4 separate regions of the Mus musculus genome follow, and all the other regions are linked to region 4. The links are chromatin contacts, called in public Hi-C, HiChIP or PLAC-seq and promoter capture Hi-C maps. All regions are on one chromosome and are shown on one strand. The core of a region is the stretch at or near the end of the contact, and the rest is flanking DNA. Distances in the headings are between cores, read along the strand shown. Region 1 overlaps Pparg (peroxisome proliferator activated receptor gamma). Region 2 overlaps Pparg (peroxisome proliferator activated receptor gamma). Region 3 overlaps Pparg (peroxisome proliferator activated receptor gamma). Region 4 overlaps Syn2 (synapsin II).

What was found. Hi-C and Micro-C count contacts between places; a contact is called where the count stands out from the background. HiChIP or PLAC-seq counts read pairs in DNA pulled down with a chosen protein or histone mark. Capture Hi-C pulls out chosen DNA fragments and counts their contacts.
Region 1: a contact with region 4 is called in a Hi-C map of bone marrow-derived macrophages, with 2.6 times the contacts expected there. The contact joins two enhancer-like sites. A contact is called at or near these places in 1 of 39 promoter capture datasets (embryonic stem cells), 1 of 15 datasets of contacts at CTCF or cohesin (stem cell-derived epiblast-like cells), 5 of 484 Hi-C or Micro-C datasets (the C2C12 cell line, bone marrow-derived macrophages, embryonic stem cells and 1 more), 4 of 115 datasets of contacts at active chromatin or transcription factors (bone marrow-derived macrophages, cardiomyocytes, heart atrium and 1 more) and 3 of 9 other capture datasets (adipose tissue, liver and macrophages).
Region 2: a contact with region 4 is called in an HNF4G HiChIP or PLAC-seq map of pancreatic cancer cells. The contact joins two enhancer-like sites. A contact is called at or near these places in 6 of 39 promoter capture datasets (the 3T3-L1 cell line, the C10 cell line, cranial neural crest and 3 more), 1 of 15 datasets of contacts at CTCF or cohesin (the NIH/3T3 cell line), 7 of 484 Hi-C or Micro-C datasets (the 3T3-L1 cell line, 3T3-L1-derived adipocytes, the C2C12 cell line and 4 more), 1 of 115 datasets of contacts at active chromatin or transcription factors (pancreatic cancer cells) and 3 of 9 other capture datasets (adipose tissue, liver and macrophages).
Region 3: a contact with region 4 is called in a promoter capture Hi-C map of adipose tissue. The contact joins two enhancer-like sites. A contact is called at or near these places in 3 of 39 promoter capture datasets (3T3-L1-derived adipocytes, cranial neural crest and neural stem cells), 2 of 15 datasets of contacts at CTCF or cohesin (the NIH/3T3 cell line and embryonic stem cells), 17 of 484 Hi-C or Micro-C datasets (the AML12 cell line, beige adipocytes, bone marrow-derived macrophages and 5 more), 2 of 115 datasets of contacts at active chromatin or transcription factors (embryonic stem cells and heart atrium) and 3 of 9 other capture datasets (adipose tissue, liver and macrophages).

What each region holds. Positions count from the first base shown.
Region 1 is chr6:115,378,388-115,383,929 of GRCm38.p6, forward strand. Pparg (peroxisome proliferator activated receptor gamma) reads left to right here. Exons shown (of 8, transcript NM_001308354.1): 2 at 5,292-5,356. Among named protein-coding and RNA genes, the nearest start is that of Pparg, 19 kb to the left of the region's middle. Within about 2 kb of position 2,419, at least 6 of the 459 cell types and tissues checked have an H3K27ac peak or open chromatin away from gene starts, as enhancers often do. A contact at or near this core is called in bone marrow-derived macrophages, where this site is marked.
Region 2 is chr6:115,461,856-115,467,117 of GRCm38.p6, forward strand. It overlaps Pparg (peroxisome proliferator activated receptor gamma), which reads left to right. Exons shown (of 8, transcript NM_001308354.1): 6 at 1,231-1,430. Among named protein-coding and RNA genes, the nearest start is that of Gm36301, 55 kb to the right of the region's middle. Within about 2 kb of position 1,321, at least 94 of the 459 cell types and tissues checked have an H3K27ac peak or open chromatin away from gene starts, as enhancers often do. A contact at or near this core is called in 3T3-L1-derived adipocytes, the HL-1 cell line, the N1E-115 cell line and 3 more, where this site is marked.
Region 3 is chr6:115,429,168-115,434,238 of GRCm38.p6, forward strand. All of the region lies in intron 2 of Pparg (peroxisome proliferator activated receptor gamma), which reads left to right. Among named protein-coding and RNA genes, the nearest start is that of Pparg, 69 kb to the left of the region's middle. Within about 2 kb of position 3,489, at least 15 of the 459 cell types and tissues checked have an H3K27ac peak or open chromatin away from gene starts, as enhancers often do. A contact at or near this core is called in adipose tissue, where this site is marked.
Region 4 is chr6:115,224,688-115,229,851 of GRCm38.p6, forward strand. The region is part of intron 1 of Syn2 (synapsin II); the gene reads left to right. Among named protein-coding and RNA genes, the nearest start is that of Timp4, 25 kb to the right of the region's middle. Within about 2 kb of position 3,309, at least 23 of the 459 cell types and tissues checked have an H3K27ac peak or open chromatin away from gene starts, as enhancers often do. A contact at or near this core is called in 3T3-L1-derived adipocytes, the HL-1 cell line, the N1E-115 cell line and 3 more, where this site is marked.

The DNA.
Region 1 (5,542 bases), core at 1,169-3,668, 150 kb after region 4:
CAAAAAGATAAGCTAGTTACTGAGAGTTAGTATTAGTATTTATTGATCAGCAATTTTGTTTCAGGCTCTGTTTAAGCACATTGATACACTATCTTATTTTATTCTTCCAACAATCATATATTGTATATAATTCTAAGGCTATACACTGGGATGGGATGTAGTTCAGTTGACAGAATACTTGTCTAGCATGCAGAACACCATGGGTTCCATCCCCAGAACTGCATAAATTAAGAATAGTGGCACATGTCTATATCTTAGTCCTTGGGAAAACTAGAAACCCAAGGTTACCCTGGGCTACACAGTGAGTTTAAGGTTAATCTGACCTACAGGAGACCCTGTCTCAAAAGAAGGTGGGTGCATATTGTATATTTCATGAATTATTCAGGTCAGTGAAGAAAAAAAAAAGAGACAGCCTAACCTGCTAAATAAGAAAAGTAGCATTTGAACCCAAGCAATTTTAACCAGCCACCAATTCCTGCACAAGAGCCTAGTTTTATAATATTTGTGTTACCAGAGAATGAAATATCTATAGCCACACACCCCCAACTACCATGCCTGTGTAACAATTAGATGTGTACAGGTATATCCACATTCAGATGTTATGTGGGCTAGTTGTTCTTCATGGTAAATCAATTTAGTGTGTGGCAGTGATTTAAAAATACAGTGTGTCTTTGTGCTGTTTGTGACAAGGCAAATGAGATCACTAAATCTTTGATGTTTATTCAGAAGTTCTACTATTTATTAAAAGCAATCACTGGGGCAAGACAACCAACCACTTTTAAAAAGGCTTTCTCTTCCTGGCATTGATGTTGTATGCCTTTAATCCCAGTACTCAGAGGCAGAGACAGGTGAATGTCTGCATTGAAGACCAGCCTGGTCTACAGAGTGAATTCTAGGACAGCCAGGGCCACACAGAGAAACCCTGTCTCAAGAAAAGAAAAAAAAAAAAAAAAAAAAAAAAAGAAGAAGAAGCAAAAGCCTCTCCCCCCCCCTTTCCCCTCTGCTCTTTAATACAAATAAAATAATTTTATTTGCTTATCTGAGGATATAACAGCCAGATAAATAGTACATTTTGTAAGTTTTCTATAAAAATCTAAGGAAGATTTTTAACTGGCATTGGTTGAGCTACCACTCTAATAGAATCAGCCTTCATGGTCAGAGGGATAGGACATGGAAAAGCTCAGTGAGTTTGTATCCATAGGAGCTGGCTCCAAGATCTGTATGAAATGTATTGTTTGCATATAACCTAGCCATTTTGCTTCAAATTGCCTTCAGATGACTTATTATACCCAATACAGCATAAATGCCAGAAAAATTGTTGTACTGTGTTGTTTGGGGACTAATAACAGGACAAGGTTGTTACATGCTCAGTATAGCCAGAGTACTTTTAGAATATTTATTTGTGATTATCGTGGCTACATATGATACATGAGTTTGGGCAACAAATGCCACAGCAGAAGTGTGGAGCTCAGAGGATGGCTTGTAGAGTTGGTCTCTCTTTCTACCTTTACGTGAACTACAAGGGCTGAATTCAAGTCATCAAATACTTTACATGCTGAGCAACAGTACCTTCCTGTTAATGTATTTTTTTTAATATATTTTTACTGTGTAGTTGGATACATCCTCAGACATGGAGGAATGACTACATTTTAGTTTAGAATAAAAATTACCAATTTGTGTATATTTGCCTACTTCCTACCTCTCCTCAGTAGACTGTGATAGACATTGTATGATGAAATAAGAGCACTCTCCATACCTTTAAGAAAAGATACAGCTCAGCTTGCAATTCATGCATGAACTCCTAGGGTCACACACACACATTCATACAAACATGCATGCACACGCACACACAGACACTCACACACACAATCTTCCCATGTCAGGAGCTATGGCTGAAGACATTCCACATTCAAGAATAGAAAGAAGAAAGCCAATAAACCTGTAGAGGGCAATAGTAGAAAATCTCAGAAAGAACAGGTGTAAGAGACTAAGAAGTATCTGGAAGGCAGGAGAGGGCAGTAGTATGCAGGAGCCCACTCAGATCAGCTTGTAGCTCCTTAATGGTAAAATCTCGGGGTTTTACAATTGTTAGAGATGGTTAGTGAGTATTCAATTATGTGAACTTATAAGCAGACAGGATATTTAAATACAAGAGCAACAGACACACAAAAAAGTGTATTTCCTAGCTCTTACATTGCTGAGATTTGTTGTCTCGTTGTGTGTCTGTGGTGGACATCCTACCTCAGAGACATCATCTTTGGAACTTGAAATCCTTGTCTCATAAGTCCAGAAACCAGAGCATTTTCTTCATGTCAGGGGGACTAATTAAGCATTTTTTAGCACACCAGTGGAAAACAGAAATCAAGAAGTCTAACGAAGCAGCCGGTAACTAGTTTCGGTAGAAAGATGTGTGTCATCACTCCAGTACAATGTACAGAGGAACAGAAAAATGACAAGTGATGAATCCAGTGTTCAGTGAAGTTGCTGTTTATGATGTTATTATTGAATTGTAAAGCTTGCAGAGTATTTACATCTTAATGTCTTCTATAAACCTGCAATACACACTACACACACACACACACACATTTATTTTCTAGCGAAACCTTTTCTGTTGGAAAAGGAACTGGTTATTTATAGACTATACCTCAGGAAATGCACTGTCATATTTCACAATTAGGACCATATTAGTTGTAAGTTTAAGACAGACTGCTGTTATTAAACTTTCTTAGTTTAAAAAAGAAATGTCAAGAACAGGTCCTTGAGCATACTAGGCAAGTATTGTACCACTAAGCTACAACCCAAGCCCAAAGGTAGAACTATGTAGAGTACTTGTTTTTGTATGTTCTGAAATAATCATATGGCTTGTTTTAAATTTTTTTCTAATGCCTTATATGTATTTATCAAATTTTGGCATTAAATTGCCTTTCCTTTTCTGAGATAAGTTCAATTTGATCACGGTAGTTTATTTTCCAAGCATATGATTTAATTAATTAGTTTTACTTATAGTTTTAATTTGATATTAATAAGTAGGACTGACATTTTTCAATATGTGTGTGTGTGTGTATCTCTCTCTCTCTCTCTCTCTCTCTCTCTCTCTCTCTCTCTCTGTGTGTGTGTGTGTGTGTGTGTGTGTGTGTGTGTGTGTGTGTGTGTGTGTGTGTGTGGCACATGCACATGGTAAAGGTTAGAGGACAACTTGTGGAATCTGGCTCTCTCTTTTCACCATAGGATTCTGATAGCACAGGCCATCAGTCTTGCCAGAAAACTCTCTTTCCCATTCAGCCATTTCAGTAGCCCACCCACTCCTCTTTTAAATGTTTTCTTTTGTGGAGGAGGGAAAAGGGTCACATTTTTGTATCAATATTATGATACTTAAATAATTAATTTGGTCATAGGTTTTCTTTTTTTTATAAGACATCTCTTTCTGCAGCATTTTAAAAGAACTCTTACAAAATTACCTTTGGGGAGCTGTTTTGTTTTGTTCAGCAATGATGGACATTGAACCCAAGGTCTTTTTGGTGGCAGGAAACTGGTCTATCACTGCATTATACTTGCAAACCTTTGGGGATATAATTCCTAGATAAGTTCTCAATGATTTCCTTTTTTACCCCAATCCCCATCTCTTGGGTCAATTTTCACTGTTTGTTCCATTTCAGGCAAATTAATCTGGATAAGTTGCTCTTGGAATGCGTTAATATCTACTGTGATGTGTAGAAAGTCCTATTTCAGGACTTCTTATGTAAAGTAGTTGAATAAGTAGGCAAATATAACCTGGCCTGCTGTGAACTTTGTGTCTCTGGGTTTTAGAGATTGTAAATAGATTGATCATCCAATGAACATAAAATAAACATAGAATATGAGTAGCTAGATACACTATCCTCAGACTGTCTCTGTCCTGGGACATCTTGTGTCTGTAGACTATGCCTTGAAGACACAGAACAGTCTGAGTGAATCCAGGGAGTGGGATAGGGTATGCATGATGTTAGGAATTCTGCCTGCCTCCAGAAATAATATTAGCTGACTTTTTTTTAAAAGTCATAGTGGTGATCTCTTATAGATAAAGCAGTTTCCCATATGTTAAACATGCAAGATGTAGTAAGTGGTTTGGCTGTGGATGCTGCTTTCACTGTTGACTAGCAACTTTGAATGTTTATGTAAATCATTATGATGGAGGTCACAACCAAAGCATACAGGCAGAAAGTGCTGACAAATTAGCTCTTCCTGTAGAGACTGTCCTGTTCTGAGAACAGAACTACAGTTTACTATTGGTACTGAGATGACTTTAAAACTCTCCATTTCCAAGCAGCAGTATTGCACAGTGATGGGGGATACCAACAAGCAAAGCTCCCTGGCTGTAGCTCATGTTCTTTCATGTTAGAAATAACAGAATGAGAAAGCCGATCATCTTCATGATGTAACATTTTACACCATGCACCATGTAGCAGTTCCTGTCAGTTCCAAGAAGTCAAAAGAGCGAGTGTTGGAGTTTTGTGTGTGTCAGACTGTGCAGAATGTCGGGTCTGCATGCTCTCTGGCCCTCCTGATAAAGGCTTTTGGCACCGGATGCTGTTTTGTCTTTACAGAATGTCCTATTCTGGGCTCCCTGAGCTCTTTTAAGAGACAAGGATGTGAATCATTATTTAGACAATCTGCTCCCTGGACCTTCCTCTGAAAAGTTTGCTTAGTCTGTTGTGTACTGCGTCTCCCATGCCCAATCAGGCTGCGTGCTCTACTATATCTTAGAATTTCCCAGTATGTAGCTTCCAGATGAACTGAAATTTCAGTAAACATCAACTTCACAATGTATAACTCTCATCAAACTGGCATCAGACACCCTCCGACTGGATATGGATAGCAGGCCTTCTGATGTGTACGCCACACCTAGATCTCTCAGCTCCCTATCTTTTGAGGTTGCTAATCCCTTTAAAAATCTAGGTTTTCATAAGTCTGAATACTGATATAATTATTATTAACCTGATACTAAAAATGGGTATAATAGAGTTTTGCATCATGTCAGTGACCCTACAGGTAAAACAAGAGAAGTGGATCAAACAGCTATCTGCTTCTTTTATGCAACTACTCTGATGAGAGTTTTGGGTACTGTGTGATCCATGATGAGTCGTTTAATGGTGTATTGGTTATTTCTAGAGAATATAAAGTTTTATATGCTCAGGGAAAGCAAATACTGGGGATGAAAATTAATGTGTATATTTGCATTTTGGCAGATTGGAATGTCTGAGAATTTAGAAAATCAACAAATTTTCAAAATATTTTTCTTTTTAATTATTCAGATTTGAAAGAAGCGGTGAACCACTGATATTCAGGACATTTTTAAAAACAAGACTACCCTTTACTGGTATGTACATCAGAATAAATTATATTAATATAATTAATCAGTTATATTAAAATTGTATTTTTAATTTTTTTTAACTGCTGCAACACTTTCTCCTACATAATTTGCCAGTTAGTTGGGTTCATAATAACATACTTGTCTAAGACAAAACAAAGATAGGAAAATGGCCTAGTAGTTGCATTATAATAC
Region 2 (5,262 bases), core at 71-2,570, 240 kb after region 4:
AACAAAAAAAGCACAAACCTGTTGGTTCTCATATTCAGCAACATTGATTGAGTTCTACCAAGTACTAAGATATATGTAAATGTGCCCCAACCTTTGCTCACAAGTAGCCTATCATCTAAGTAAAAGAGCCCACCATCATCTTGAGTGTCACATAGAATGGTGCTCAAGATACTACTAAGTATGAGAGCAAGATGTTCCACTGGAGAAAAGCAGTGTCCTAAAGAGAGCTAGCTCAACAAAGAATGGTGTCAAAGAAACATTACTCAAAGGGACATTTTATAAGTAATATCAGACCAGGAAGTAGGAAATTTTATGCAAGTTAGAAGTCTATAAACAGATTACTATTTATTTAATTTTTTTGGGGAAGGCCTTGCACATGCCAAGCAAGGGTTCTGTGCCCAAAGGACACCCCAGCTCACACAGGTCAATTCCTACATTAGGCCCTACAGTCTGTCTTAAGTCTTTGCTTTGCATTCACACTTCCTCACTCCTTGAGAAGCCAAATTAAAGGTATTCTGATGAACCTCATTAAGGGGGAATTCTGCAGAGTTAGGGGGTAAGTCAGTTTCCATCCATTTAATGTCCAAGTTCCCTGGTCTTTCTTTACAACAGAAACGGATAGCTCATATGAACTGACTGAGAACAGGGCCTATGTTTGTACAACTTGAACTTCTCCGTAACTGTTTAATTCATGAAACACAAAGATGCTCCTGCCGTACCTTTTATGAAGTGCAGAGGTTACCAAGATAATTATGACAGTGTCCCTGTCTGCAGGACATTGTTCTACAGAGGGGTTAGAGGTATAAAAAGTCATAATTATAGTACAGTGTGAACATTTTGATTGTTGAAATGCTTAGGGTTGGGGGAACACTGGGAAGAAATAATTAGCTGTACTTGAAAGCTCTATAAAGATGACTTTGCATCTTTGGATAGGAGTTGTCTCTCGATTCATGTTTAAATGAATATGTATTCCTGTTTGCTAGCGGATCCTTCCAATTTCCTAACAGGATCGTATGTTGCCTTTTTTAACTGAAGAAGTAAATAAGTTAATTTCATTTGTCTGTGCTACTGTTGCGAAATAAAAACATGAGCAAAGTGGTAGATAGAAGGCAGAACCAGCGCCGGGTGGAGAGAGGGACTCTCAGTGTGGGAACCAAGATTAGGGAGAGCACAATGCGGAGCCCTAGTAATGATCCAATGATTCATCCTGTCATTCCTCTTCCTCTGTAGCCATCAGGTTTGGGCGGATGCCACAGGCCGAGAAGGAGAAGCTGTTGGCGGAGATCTCCAGTGATATCGACCAGCTGAACCCAGAGTCTGCTGATCTGCGAGCCCTGGCAAAGCATTTGTATGACTCATACATAAAGTCCTTCCCGCTGACCAAAGCCAAGGCGAGGGCGATCTTGACAGGAAAGACAACGGACAAATCAGTTAGTTCTCTTCTGCTCTCTTCACTGGGGGAGGCTGGGGCTGGGGGTTGTTTCCTTTGACTAAATGATTTGCTTTGGTGCACATGCATATGCAAAAACAAACAAACAAACAAACAAAAAACAGCTCAGCTGCAGGCTGTTAAAATCTAGTGGCAGGCTAGGTCCAAAACACAGGAAATGTCTTCAAATAGGATAAGTAAACATTGTTCTGAAAAGGGAGTAAGTCCTCCAAGCTGTAATAAAAAACCTTTGAGAGTAATACAAGAGCTCATAGGTCATCTCTACACTCATGAATGAACGTGAAGCCTTCCAGTCACAAGAGTGTCTCAGAAGCCGTGCAGGAGGCTGAGCAGGTGTGTTAAGCTGTTGTGTCCCACTTCTACCTTTCAGTTTTTCTATGGTCATTTGTCCCAGGTCCAAAGTGGGCACAAAAGTACATCAGGATATCATGAGACCTATTTCCTTACAGTACCTAGCTTTATTCCTGGGAAACTGGAGGCTCTGGCCTTCTATTATATACATGAGTTCTACTTTCTGCAAGGATCTAAGTTGCCTATGCTACTCCAATGGAATGGTTGGTTGCTTGCTTGCTTGCTTGGTTTAGTATGCTAACTATTGGATTGAATCCCAGGCAAGCATGTTGGGTACATGTGTGCTAGAACTAAGCTACAGTCCCAAGCCACAAAAGTATTCTTAAGTACCTGGAGATTCTTTGACTGATATTGTTTAGCAATTCATAATAGATGAAAATTATCATTGAATCCAGTTTTCTAGGAAGCAGAAAGCTTCTGATAGGAAGTTGAGAATCAACATCAAATTACATTAAAATAAAACCTCAATGCTGCTCCCCAGTCCACCAGCAGCTGCAAGTGTGCACTGGATTGGGCTCTTCAGGTCTTTCAGCCAGGGTCTGGCTTTGATGTCTATGCTATGATGAATGTCCCTAGGCAGTAGGAGCTACAAGTCCCATGCAGAAGACCTGGATCCAGCTCTTGAAAACCCTGTGTGTGGTCAGTTACTTTCATGGCCAGGAGAGCCAGTCAACTATTAGGTGGATACATGTAACTTGATGACCATTTAGATTTTAGAAGAAAAAAATCGTATTATCTCCTAATGTGTTTTGAGGACTATCTCAGGTTATTTCTTTCGTTTTAGATAAATGACTTCGAGTGGAATCAGCTAGTAGCTATGAGAAAGCCACATGCCAGTAAGAACAGTTGAGTTTCTCCCTGCAAAAGAGGTGATTGATACTTTCACAGTGATACACAAGGCCCTAGGCACTACAGTTTCCAAGTATTTTACACATTCTTTACACTCGAGCTCAGGGTCCTCTGAAGGCTGCAATTGTTTGTTATTATCTTCATTTAAGAAGAAGGAACTGAAGTGGAGAGGGGCAAGCACATAGAAACCCCAAGGCCATGACATAAGCTCCCTGACTTCTAGTTGGGAGCATTCTCAGCATGCTATTCTAGGACTACAGAACACGAGTCACAGTACCATGGGCTCTGTGCACTGTGTACCAAAAGTAGCCATGGCAAGAGACACACAAGTGAAGCCTCTGCAGAGCTAATTTGATTACAGAGGATAAGCCTACTTCACCGGCAGAAAAGTAAAGAAAGACTGCAGAGCCACATGACTAAGCAGAATTAACACTTGAAGGCAAATTGCAACAGCTTACCAAGAACAGGTGCAGGAAAGAGGGCTGGAGTCTGGGATCTACCTAACTGGGGAGGGAGGCGGTTGCTGAAAGGCAAGCCAGTTCAGTTTTACCTAGAGCCACTCATCTTGCAGGCTCTGGGTTCTTATTGTCATAACCTCAAGTTCACACCTGAAATCCATGCTGGAAATCTTATCAATTTAGTACTACTTAAAGGCTAGGGGAGGAAGAGAGAGAGAGAGAGAGAGAGAGAGAGAGAGAGAGAGAGAGAGAGAGAGAGAGAGAGAGAGAGAGAGAGAGAGATGGAGAGAGAGAGAGAGAGAGAGAGAGCCAGCCCACCCTAATAGGCAAGAATTTAAATGTATTTAATGGTGGCCAACTTACTCCTATCTTTGTTCTGAAAGACACAGCACCCAAATCACTAGAAATCACTTGGAAACCTCATCCCAGCTGACTTTTTGGCTCTAGGTCTTTGAGTTAAAAATAAGATAATTGGAGGCCCTTTGTGAAACAAATAGCTATTAAGCTGCTTTAAGGAAGGGGCTACAAAAGCCTGATTATAGACTTTTCAAGCTCAGAGGCCAAGGGTTGTCATTTTTCCCTATCGTACGTAAGCTTGTGCTTTTCCCATAATAGTTACTCAGACTATTTGTTTAATTGAATTAAAGACTGTTGTTTATGCCCTTTGAAATCATGGACTTTCAACAGAGGGCTTTTTACTAGCCCAATATTTGTTCATCAAACTAGACATCATGAGCTATTGGATAGTGACAGAATTGCCTCCAGTTAGGGTCTAGAAAAAGAAAAAGAGGTCCAGCCAAATATAAACAACCCAATCACTGATTATACAGAACTAAAATCAAATTGTTTGGCACTGTTTTCTCCTTATCTGATGAAATCAAATTGAGCACCAATAGAAACAGTTCAGTAGAGAATATGGAAGAGAAACCCAAAATGTGATTTGCAGTGAGAATTGTTCTTTATCAGCATGGTCCTATTATTCATTTGATAGCATCTATCTCTGGGGTGTTATGTTATCTCTTGGCCAGGGCTGTGAAAGCTAAGATTTGCATTGATAGGAAAAGTTTTGCTGAAGTGTGGCCTCTCGAGATGGTGGGGGATGTGAAAAAGTGGCTGAGGCCATAAGGAGAGAAGCTTAGGTCTCATTATACACCCAGCTCGCAGCTGATGTCATCAGCATCTGTTAGGCCAAGCCTGGGGGAGGCTGCTCAGCGTAGTGGATGACCAATTACCCATAACCCTCGCAAAAGGAAATGATCAGACTGAAGGGGCCATTCTTTATGTTTATCTCACTGCTCAATTTAACCATAGCCTGTTAGGAACCCACCAGCTGCAGCCTTTGCCTCTGGACTAGCAGGGGCCACTCCCCCTCCTCAGCTAAACTTCCTTCTTCTATATCTTGTTCCCTGGGCCACTCACACTTTTCAAAACAGATAATCAAATGTTCCTGCTCTTCTCCAATCAATTTTAACATCATATTTTTGTGAAAAGATACCAATAATTTTCATCATCTTGCCTCCAAGAGTATGGACTGGGTATTCTAGTCTCAAGGTTAGGAGGAGGTGGGCTATAGAGTCACTAAAGAAGTCTTAGGAACATTATACATTTTCAACACCCTCAAATAGGGTGGAATCCATTCTCCCCACTACCTGCTTTTTTTTTCAGCACAACCCTTGCTGAAGAAATCCTAGTGATCTCTGAAACCCATGAGTGTGTTGGAAGTAGAACCCTCATTTCTTGAAGGCAGTTTGATAACTGAGTGGACTTTGGAAGTTTAGGATATTTGACTATCTCGCTGGCACAATGATCACATGATCCCATGTTTGTTGATGAAAATAAACAGTGGTTTTCAAAAACCGTTCTCAGTGCCATGGCTTGTCATAAAACAATAAATAGAAAAACCCTGGGTATACCTGCCAACTCTTCACTCCATATCTGAGAGTGATGCCTAGTGAAGTCCTGGCTCCATTCTATCTACAAATAAGAAATAAAACGTTTTATTTGTACTGTGTTGGACTTTGGGTTCCAAGGCATCATGTTGTTTAAGACAGGCACATGTAAAGTCACTGTTCCTATAACAGGAGCACACTGGTGCCATTAGAAAAGTGATCATTCTGAATAGTATATGAAATATAAAACCTCTGAATCATAAAG
Region 3 (5,071 bases), core at 2,239-4,738, 200 kb after region 4:
TTGTTGTTGTTGTTGTTTGAGACAGGGTTTATCTGTGTAGTAGAGTCCTGGCTGTCCTAGACTCGCTCTGTAGACCAGGATGGCCTTGAACTCACAGAGATCCATCTGCCTCTGTCTCCCGAGTGCTAGGATATTAAAGGTGTAGACCACCATACCTGGCATCAAATGTGTTTTTCTTTTCTTTTTCTTTTAACAAATATTTAATTGAAATAGTTTTGTACAGAGCAGACAACTTAAATTTTAATAAAGGTCAATTTATCTTTCATAGATCATACTGTTTTACTATATCTAAAGAAATCACCACCACATTCTTTTCTTTTGTTTCTCTTTTATTATCAATGAGAAATTTCATGCATAGTTCGGATAAATAGTGTATAGGATTTTTGTTTGCTCATTTGTTTGTTTGAGGATCTGTCTGTGCAGCCCTGACTGTCCTGGAACTCTCTATGTAGATCACGCAGGCCTCAAACTCAGAGATCTGTCTCCCAAGTGCTAGGATTAAAAGCACGTGACACTACACCTTCTATATACATTCTTATACATAGTTAGATTCAATTTCTTAATATTTTGTTAGGAATTTTTGTGTCTATATTCATGACCAAGGCCTTATCCCCTGTAATGGCTTTATCTTGTTTTGATATTAAGATAATTCTGGCCTCATAGCATCAAGAATTATCTTTTTCCTTTGTAATAGTTTATTAACTCTTAGTGAATGTCATACAATGTATCTAGATTATACTTACCCCCATTCCTTCCCCAATTCTTCTCATCAAGAATTATTATATCTGTTTCTACCAACAAAGAACTGGTATAATTTATGCCTTGGATGGCTGGTAGAACTGACCGGTAAGTGCACCTTGACCTTCTGTCTTATACAGTTATTAATTACTTATTCAATTTTTAAAACATAAATAAGCCTATTCAATTGTATATTTCTTTTTGGATACATTTTGGCATACTGTGTTTTGAGGAATAGGCCCAAGGAAGAAGTTCACTTCATCTAGATTATTGACTCAGTAGTATAGAATTGTTTATAATATATCCTTCATAAAATATGTGTGTGCTAAAGATTAAACCAGGGCCTTGTACATACTTAGAATATCTTCTTCCACTGAGATACACCTCATCCCATTTACTATCTTTTTATTGTCCCTGGAGCATATGATTGTGTGCTTTCATTCATTTCTGGATAAACACAAATTGACTTTGCACCAATGTATACTGGACTAAGTAATAATTTCAGTTCAACTGCACTAGTTATCAGCAGTTAGCCTTAGTTCCAGTTAGATTTTCCTAGAATCTCTTTTTGGAAACATAAAGATTAACAGAAGAACCACAAACTGTGCTTGAGCTAAGTTGATCACAGTGGGAAAGGATATGAGTCTGAGGGTCAGGAAGCAAAAGAGATGGTCAGTATAACCCAGTCATCTTTTCTTTCTCCCCATACCACACGACAAGCTACCTAAACAACATGTGGCCAATACAAGAAAAACTGAACTTCTAGAGATAAAATATGAGTGTGCTTTTCCTTCTAGAGGCTGAGGCCAAGGTTACAACTTCTCTGAGGCTTTGTTGATCTGAATTCAAACATTTACTATAAGTCTTTCAGTTTCCTATAAAGAAATGTGCATATAGAGAAAGATATTAGATGCTTTATCTTTTGCCAAATCAAACCAGAGAAACACTGGGTTTGGTTTTTAATAGTCCTAAGTAGGCAGCAGGATGAAAATATGTTTTCTTATGTTGAATAAACAAAAGGCACACACATAATTTATTTCTAAACCTTTCTATAGTCAGAGAAGCCACTAATGAATTGAAATTCTTGCAATAATATCAATTAATTGTGTAATGTTCTGCAATTTACTTAACCCTAAGTCTATTTTTAACATTATTAAACGGTGATTAATTATACATAACTTCATATTATATCTTTAATAAAATTTGGATATGTTGAAATGCAGGACTTATAAATTCTCTGTTACATGTATCATATACACTAAAGTACATGCATGATGGGCATAAGATATAATGCCTGCTGCTTAAGTGATTAAAAATTGTAGCTATCATTATTAAATTATGCTTCTATGAATGAAATTGAGTCATTTTCCTCTTTTAATAAAACAAAGGCCCATGATTCTAATCAAAGATAAGAAAATTGATAGTCAGGTGGTGGTGATGTACACCTTTAATCCCAGCACTTGGGAGGCAGAGGCAGGTGGATTTCTGAGTTTGAGGCCAGCCTGGTCTACAGAGTGAGTTCCAGGACAGCCAGGGCTACACAGAGAAACCCTGTCTCAAGAAAAAAAGGAAAGAAGAGAAGAGGAGAGGAGAGGAGAGGAGAGGAGAGGAGAGGAGAGGAGAGGAGAGGAGAGGAGAGGAGAGGAGAGGAGAGGAGAGAAGAGAAAAGAAAAGAAAAGAAAAGAAAAGAAAAGAAAAGAAAAGAAAAGAAAAGAAAAGAAAAGAAAAGAAAAGAAAAGAAAACTGGTACAGGGTGCTGGCTCAGTTGGTAAAAGTGCTTGCCTAGCATAACATAAACAAGGACCTGAGTTCAATCCCCAGGACCCATATTTTTAAAAAGCCAGCACATATTTATAATCCCAGTACTGGGCAGGGGCGGAGGGTAGGGGTGGGTGGGAAGCAGAAAGATCCAGTGAGAGAACCTGTCTCAAAATTACAGTGGCTGATATTCCTGAAGGTGACATCCAGCACTGACTCTGGCTTCTGCACATACACAGGCTCCTGCACACACATGCTCCTGTGAACATGGATGTACATACACATATATACCCACAATTTTTACAAATAAATAAATAGAGAGAGAGAGAAGCATCTGTTGGTTAAATATTTTTCTTTTATTTCAGTGTATCTTTTCTACTTTTCCATATTATTACCTGATCATTCCTGTTTAATAACACAAAGTGTATGCAAGAAACAGATTTATTCCCACTTGGTAGATTAACTCATTAAAAAATATTACAGTTAAAAGGTATTTATGGGGTTGGGCTAGAGTACAATGGTAGAGTTAAAAACAAAGTATATTCAACTTAATTTTTAACATAACCAAACACATAATCATCTTGTAAAAGTCAGGTAGTATAAAAACTTTAGTAAAAAAAAAAAAAGGTAGCGCCTCAGTGTCTCAATAATTCCCTTTCAAAGGCACTGATACTTTACTCCAGGACCCTCTTCTGACTCTCACCTCCGTGACTTGAGAATCACATGCTTGGCTGCAACTTTGTCTACTGTGTTCACCATCTGTTAACTCTAACCATAGAACATAAGCATTCAACCCTTTTACCACCTCGTTCTTTCTCCCAAACACACTTCTTTCTCCTCTCACCTTCACAATGCAGTTTCCAGTAATTTGGAGTTAAGTCAGTTGTCCATGGTTACATTGTCATAACTTTAAAAGGGATAGTTACAGACTTCAACATCAGTATATTGTGGTTTCATAAGCAGTTTCTCTTCAAATAGTAAGCGGTCACACTGCATGTTTCCTTTCCCTGCGTGTGAATCATGTGTCTAAGTCTTGCAGTCAACATGTTCAACCTTGCCTAACCTAGCACTTCCGGAATTTACTTGACTACCTGATATTTTTCTGTGTAATGATTTTTAATGGAACCTCATTAGCATATGTATAATACAGTTGGGGAGATGCCAGATAAAACAGACTTTCCAGGCCACAAAAGAGCAATTAAGCACTGAGTGAGTAACTTTGAGAAGCCAGGCACTCTCCTTTTCCAGAGGTTTTTAAAACAGGACATCTGTTTTACTCATAGTCCAGTTTGAACAATAGGACTCTGCTGCTGTTTCTTCCTCTTCCTGTCCCCCAGAGGCCGCATTGGAGGCTTTTAGCCACCTTTTACAAGACCATGGGACTCTGGTTACTCTCTCTATATTAAAAAAAAAGACAACTATTATGTATTTAGAGCTTCATACATATCCTAGGTGTTTTTCATATATTATCTCATTAGTCTTCAGAACAGAATGAGGTAGCATTATTTTACAGATGATGAAACTAGCTATAGAGTGAGGGTGGACTAAGACCTCCAAGGCAGAATTTGAATTCAGGCATCAGACATAACACTGCTCCATCCTTTATTGTTAATGTTCAGAACAGCAACCTACAAAAATAACAGATAAGATGTGGTTTATCTGTACTTATTATGTAAAAACTCAGGCCACCACAATGTTTATGATAAAAGTTAACCATTCCTTTAACCTTCCCACTAATTGGAGGTTATTATTTTTGTTAGTGTAGTGCTTACCTTTTCCTTCACTGTGACCAAATGTCTAACAAGAAATGACCTGAAATGAAAGGTTTACTGGGGTCCTGGTTTAAGAAGCTACCACTAAGCCTAGAAATGACAGCAGCCAGCTCAGACTCCTCAAGTCTTTACCCCTCTAAGGAACAGGAAAGTGGAGGATGAAGTAGGGCTGGGCTAAAACCCTCAAGGCCCACCCCTCAGTAGCCCACTTCCTTCAGGTAGGCTCTACCTCTTAAAGGTTCCAAAATAGTGCATGCTAGCTGGGTACCAAGTCCTTCAACATGCAATCCTGTGGAATACATTTCACATTCAAACTGTAGCAGGAAAAATTCTGTTGCAGAGTTCTTCTGCATTTTATTCTGTCACAATCTGCCATCTGGTAAATGGTTTCTTGCATGAGACTATTGAAATTTGATGTGACTCGTATATATTAATTAAGACCAAATACATCTTGATCTATAAAAATTGGCTTGGGATAAAAGTCTCTTTTTTCAACATATTATATCAATATAGTAACAGCATCACACAGCTCAAAGGATGCTGGGCCAAGAGACAGAAAAGATGTGTTCTCGCCCACCCAGTCTCTCGCTGACTGTATTCATAAGCAGATCATTATGTCCATTTTCTTTTACTGTCAAATGGGAAATGACGATTATTTCAAAATGGCTTTCTCCCCTGTAATATTTCAGGATGATTTTTATCTCTGGATGTTGGCTCACAGATGGGAGAGGAACTGTATAATTCCCAAGTTAGTTTGTACTATGCTGTGGTTTACACAAACCAGTGAGGAAGGGCTGGCATAT
Region 4 (5,164 bases), core at 2,059-4,558:
TCCTTAAGGGGTCTCATCTGCTAGCTCAGGCTTGACACCCTCCTGAAGATCACTTGAAGGAATTGAATAAACTCAGGAAAAAAGGACTAAGTGCAGATCCTCAGTTGCTTTTAAGCTCAGAGCTCTGTCAGGTTGAGCCGGGTTGCCCTCTCTGGTATTAATATCCATGTGTTTATCTGAAGCCAATTCAATAACTTTGTAAACATTTCCTGAGTGTTTGCTTTATGCCAAGCAGTAGAACAGGCAATGGATATACAAAAATGTGTAGCACACAGCCTGTCAGACAGAGATGCCCCGGCTCTAAACATGATCGTCAAAAGAGCCTTTGATTTTGTTAACTTGTGACACCCACAACTAATAATTTTAAGCAAGCCAGTTAATTCATTTCAGACTCATTTCCCCCATATAATCAGTAACATCTGGGTGGCTTTGCTGTAGGAGGCTCTAAATATCGTGGGGATGAATTTAGGTTAGGGTGGGTGACGTGTAGCCATCCAGTCTTTCTCCTCCCTCCATCCTCAGGCCTTCAGTTTGAAGAAGGATTACTACTGTAGTTTCCTAAAACCATAGCTATTGCATTGGATTCTGGTTTTCTCTTTATATCTACCTGCGTAGTGTTGATGGTATAGAATACAAGGCATAGTACACTGTATCACTAAATCCCACAGCTTGAGAAGACAGAGTGGGGCAGTGAGAAGCCTTCTGTACTGACTTCCCAATACGCTCGCTGTTGATAGCATTAGTTTTTCATTTTTCTCTCAGTCTTTTTGTTATTGCTAGGACATCTCAGAATTATCTTGAGGGAATAATTTTCTGCCATTAGGGCTACTTTACCAGGTTGTGGTTGAACAGTGGTTAATAATATTCTGAGACTCCCCCCCCCCAAATGTGTTTTCTTACACTTAGTCACATTAAAACTCCTCTGCCACTTTTCTGCCCACGTGCACATCTTCGTTCAGTTTACCCCTAATCAGCTTGGCATTTTAATCCCTGAGAACACTGAATGCCATCTGCAAACTTGGCAGTTTCCCCGTGCACTCTCTTCCAAATCATTTATATGAATGTTGACTAAGCTGTCAGTCCACTTGCTCTATCTAAACAGTGCCATCCTTGCTGTGTTTGATCCAATGACTCACAGAATGAATGATACAAAACCAACCCCCAAACATTGCATTTACTCAGGCCTATGCCAGTGTCTTCCTGTTCTTAATTTCTTATTCCTAAATCAAATGCCCACAACAGGCACTTTCCCATATACTGAAAGAAATTCATTCTATCCAAATCCAAATTTGAGTTAATAATCTCTTCACTGACATAAGGCCCAGCCTGACTATCTTATGGTTCACTTGTGGTCTCTGTTCCAGGACATTTGCAGTGGAGTTCTGTGTCCCTTTCTTTCATTAAGTCCTGGTTTTCAGTGCCAATGTCATATCTTGGCACTCAGTAGAGGCAGGAAGATCAAGAGTTCAAGGCCAGCCTGAGCTATCTCAGCCACTGTCTACCAACAAGCAATAAGCCAACAACCTTAAGCCATAGTCCCAGGAACAACTATGTGAAGGCCTGACCTGACAAAACAGTGGTGAGTTTTGAGGCTAACATTTTCTGCAGTAAGAATAAATATATATAATATAGTATAATACAATACATATAATATTTATATTTAATTGGGGGTTGGAGAAATGGCTCAGTAGTTAAGAGTACTTGTTACTCTTGCAGAGGGTGGAACTTCAGTTCCCAGCACCCACATCAGGCTGTTCACAACTGCCACATCTGCTGAGCATTCAACTTCCTTTCTGGCTTCTTTCAGTGCTGTGTATGCTGCGCTCTCTCTCTCTCTCTCTCTCTCTCTCTCTCTCTCTCTCTCTCTCTCACATACACACACATACACACACACACACACACACACACACACACACACACACACACAATCTTAGCTGGCCCTTAAGTTTCACATACTCCGCCTGATGTACGAGGGTCCATTCCTCTGCTAAGCCAAAGTGAGCTGTATTCATTCCTGCAGTATCTGGAGCCTTCCTCACGCCTTTGCCTCCACAGTTCTTCAGTCTGTGTCTTCCCGAGGTTTCCCATCCAGGCTCATCCCTACTTCTCTAATGGAGGAACCGGAACTGCTCTTTGATTTGAGTTTCCATGGTGCCTGTTTGTGCTTCTGTTGCTTATTTCCTGCACCACCATTTTGTATGGTTGTTTATGTTTCCTCATTAACCCGTGAAAGGAAACTCATTTATGTGCCTGGAAGTCTGAGAAAGCTTTCTGAGTTATATGAACCTTTTGTTTTTATGTAGTTGTTGTGATTATGTGCTTTAAATTTTAAATATTTGTAAAGAGAAGACTGAAAAGTGGAAATGTGATTGTTAGTTTTAAATCTTAAGACCTGTAAGGAACCTTAGCAGTCACCCATTGATATTGGTCTTCTGTAGATGTTTTTGTCTACCCGACAACTGCTAACACCCCACCACTCCCACCCGCACTTACCTCTGGCTACTTAGCAAGTTCTTGCTGAATTTACTGACATGCCACCACGCCCCACCCTATGACTGTTTTTGCATCTGTGTGTGTGTGTGTGTGTGTATGTGTATTGCAAAGTGTTATTTCTCTAGGGAGAGCTCTCTACAGATGTGTGTGTTTTAGAAGAAACAATTAATGTCTCGGTGGGTAAAGGTGCTTGCCATCAGACTTGATGACAAAAGTCAGATCCTCAAAATCCAAGGAGGAAGGACAGAACTGACTCACCTGGATGACAGACCGCTGACCTGCTCATGCAGGCTGTGGACATGTGACCCCCTACCCCAACCCCAGCCTTACAATAAATAAAATTAAAGAAAGAAGGAAATATTTAAAACAACAACAAAATCCTAGTGCTACTCTTTTGTTGTACTAGGGATAGAGCCCCAGGACCATGATCATGTCAGGCAAGAAGTGCACCCTCAAGCTCGCAAGGCCCACCCCACAGTCAGGAGGAATAGCGATTGTGGGAGTCACCAAGCAGTAAGCTAAAACTGCAAGGCACAACTCTCCAGTAGGTGGCAGCAGGAACTCACAAACTCAGCAGATCAGGCCCACAGACTGGATTTTACCTTTCTTTCCTCTTCTCTCTCTCTCTCTCTCTCTCTCTCTCTCTCTCTCTCTCTCTCTCTCTCTCTCTCTCTGTGTGTGTGTGTGTGTGTGTGTGTAAACAGGAATCCTGTATTTCCAGTTTTTCAAAAGAACAAGTCACTGAGAAGCAGAAACAAGCACTTGGTTGGAGATAAATGTCTAGACAAGTGCTAGGCATCTATTAAATCCTTGGCTATTTCTAAAGCTCTAGGAGATTTTCTATGAGCCTTCTGGAGCCTACCCATGCCTCATTAGCAGTTCGGTTCAGCTTGAAATTTGGTTCTTGTGCAAATGTCAGTCATTTGGGGAGGATTTAGATTAGGCTACTTTTTGGCCCCTATAGATAGAGTTTGAAAGCATGTTTTCCTGTGTGCAAGGGTATGGGCAAAAGAACCTGATAGTCTGGCACTGGCACATGAGGAGAGACATGTAGGCCTTCAGAGACAGACTGGGTCCTTTTTGTTGTGACAATGGCTTCTGGTTTTCTATGTTAGCTGTCCACAAACCAGAACTCCTACCATCTTCAGTGACCAAGCAGTTCCTGATTGTGAGCCCTCTAACTGAGAGATGGATGAAGAATTTGGACATTTAAGACATAGTGATTATAATTGTACAGTCCTAAGTTCAGAACATGCAGTCACACAACAGAACGGAGTAAATATTTTAAATCTGAAAGATTCTGGAAAATCCAGGATTTATACAAGGGATGGTCTGAAGTGATAGTGTATCCGTGGGGCAGGCATCCAACTATTAGACAACTGCCTTTGAAAGGTGGTATTAGATGATCCTGCATTGAGCCAAGTGTCATGAGCAGACAACGCATATGGTAATAGTCCAGAAGATGAGGAAATCACATTGGTTACATTAATATAAACAATATCTGCTGTTGTCTAACTGTAATTCACATTTCCATAGAGTTTCAGAGCTCCCAAAACACTTCCATCAGATTCCATTTCTTTTTTTTTTTTCCATTTTTTATTAGGTATTTAGCTCATTTACATTTCCAATGCTATACCAAAAGTCCCCCATACCCACCCACCCCCACTCCCCTACCCACCCACTCCCCCTTTTTGGCCCTGGCGTTCCCCTGTACTGGGGCATATAACGTTTGTGTGTCCAATGGGCCTCTCTTTCCAGTGATGGCCGACTAGGCCATCTTTTGATACATATGCAGCTAGAGTCAAGAGCTCCGGGGTACTGGTTAGTTCATAATGTTGTTCCACCTATAGGGTTGCAGATCCCTTTAGCTCCTTGGGTACTTTCTCTAGCTCCTCCATTGGGAGCCCTGTGATCCATCCATTAGCTGACTGTGAGCATCCACTTCTGTGTTTGCTAGGCCCCGGCATAGTCTCACAAGAGACAGCTACATCTGGGTCCTTTCGATAAAATCTTGCTAGTGTATGCAATGGTGTCAGCGTTTGGATGCTGATTATGGGGTGGATCCCTGGATATGGCAGTCTCTACATGGTCCATCCTTTCATCTCAGCTCAAAACTTTGTCTCTGTAACTCCTTCCATGGGTGTTTTGTTCCTAATTCTAAGGAGGGGCATAGTGTCCACACTTCAGTCTTCATTCTTCTTGAGTTTCATGTGTTTAGCAAATTGTATCTTATATCTTAGGAATCCTAGGTTTGGGGCTAATATCCACTTATCAGTGAGTACATATTGTGTGAGTTCCTTTGTGAATGTGTTACCTCACTCAGGATGATGCCCTCCAGGTCCATCCATTTGCCTAGGAATTTCATAAATTCATTCTTTTTAATAGCTGAGTAGTACTCCATTGTGTAGATGTACCACATTTTCTATATCCATTCCTCTGTTGAGGGGCATCTGGGTTCTTTCCAGCTTCTGGCTATTATAAATAAGGCTGCTATGAAGATAGTGGAGCATGTGTCCTTCTTACCAGTTGGGGCATCTTCTGGATATGTGCCCAGGAGAGGTATTGCTGGATCCTCCGGCAGTACTATGTCCAATTTTCTGAGGAACCGCCAGACTGATTTCCAGAGTGGTTGTACAAGCCTGCAATCCCATCAACAATGGAGGAGTGGGCA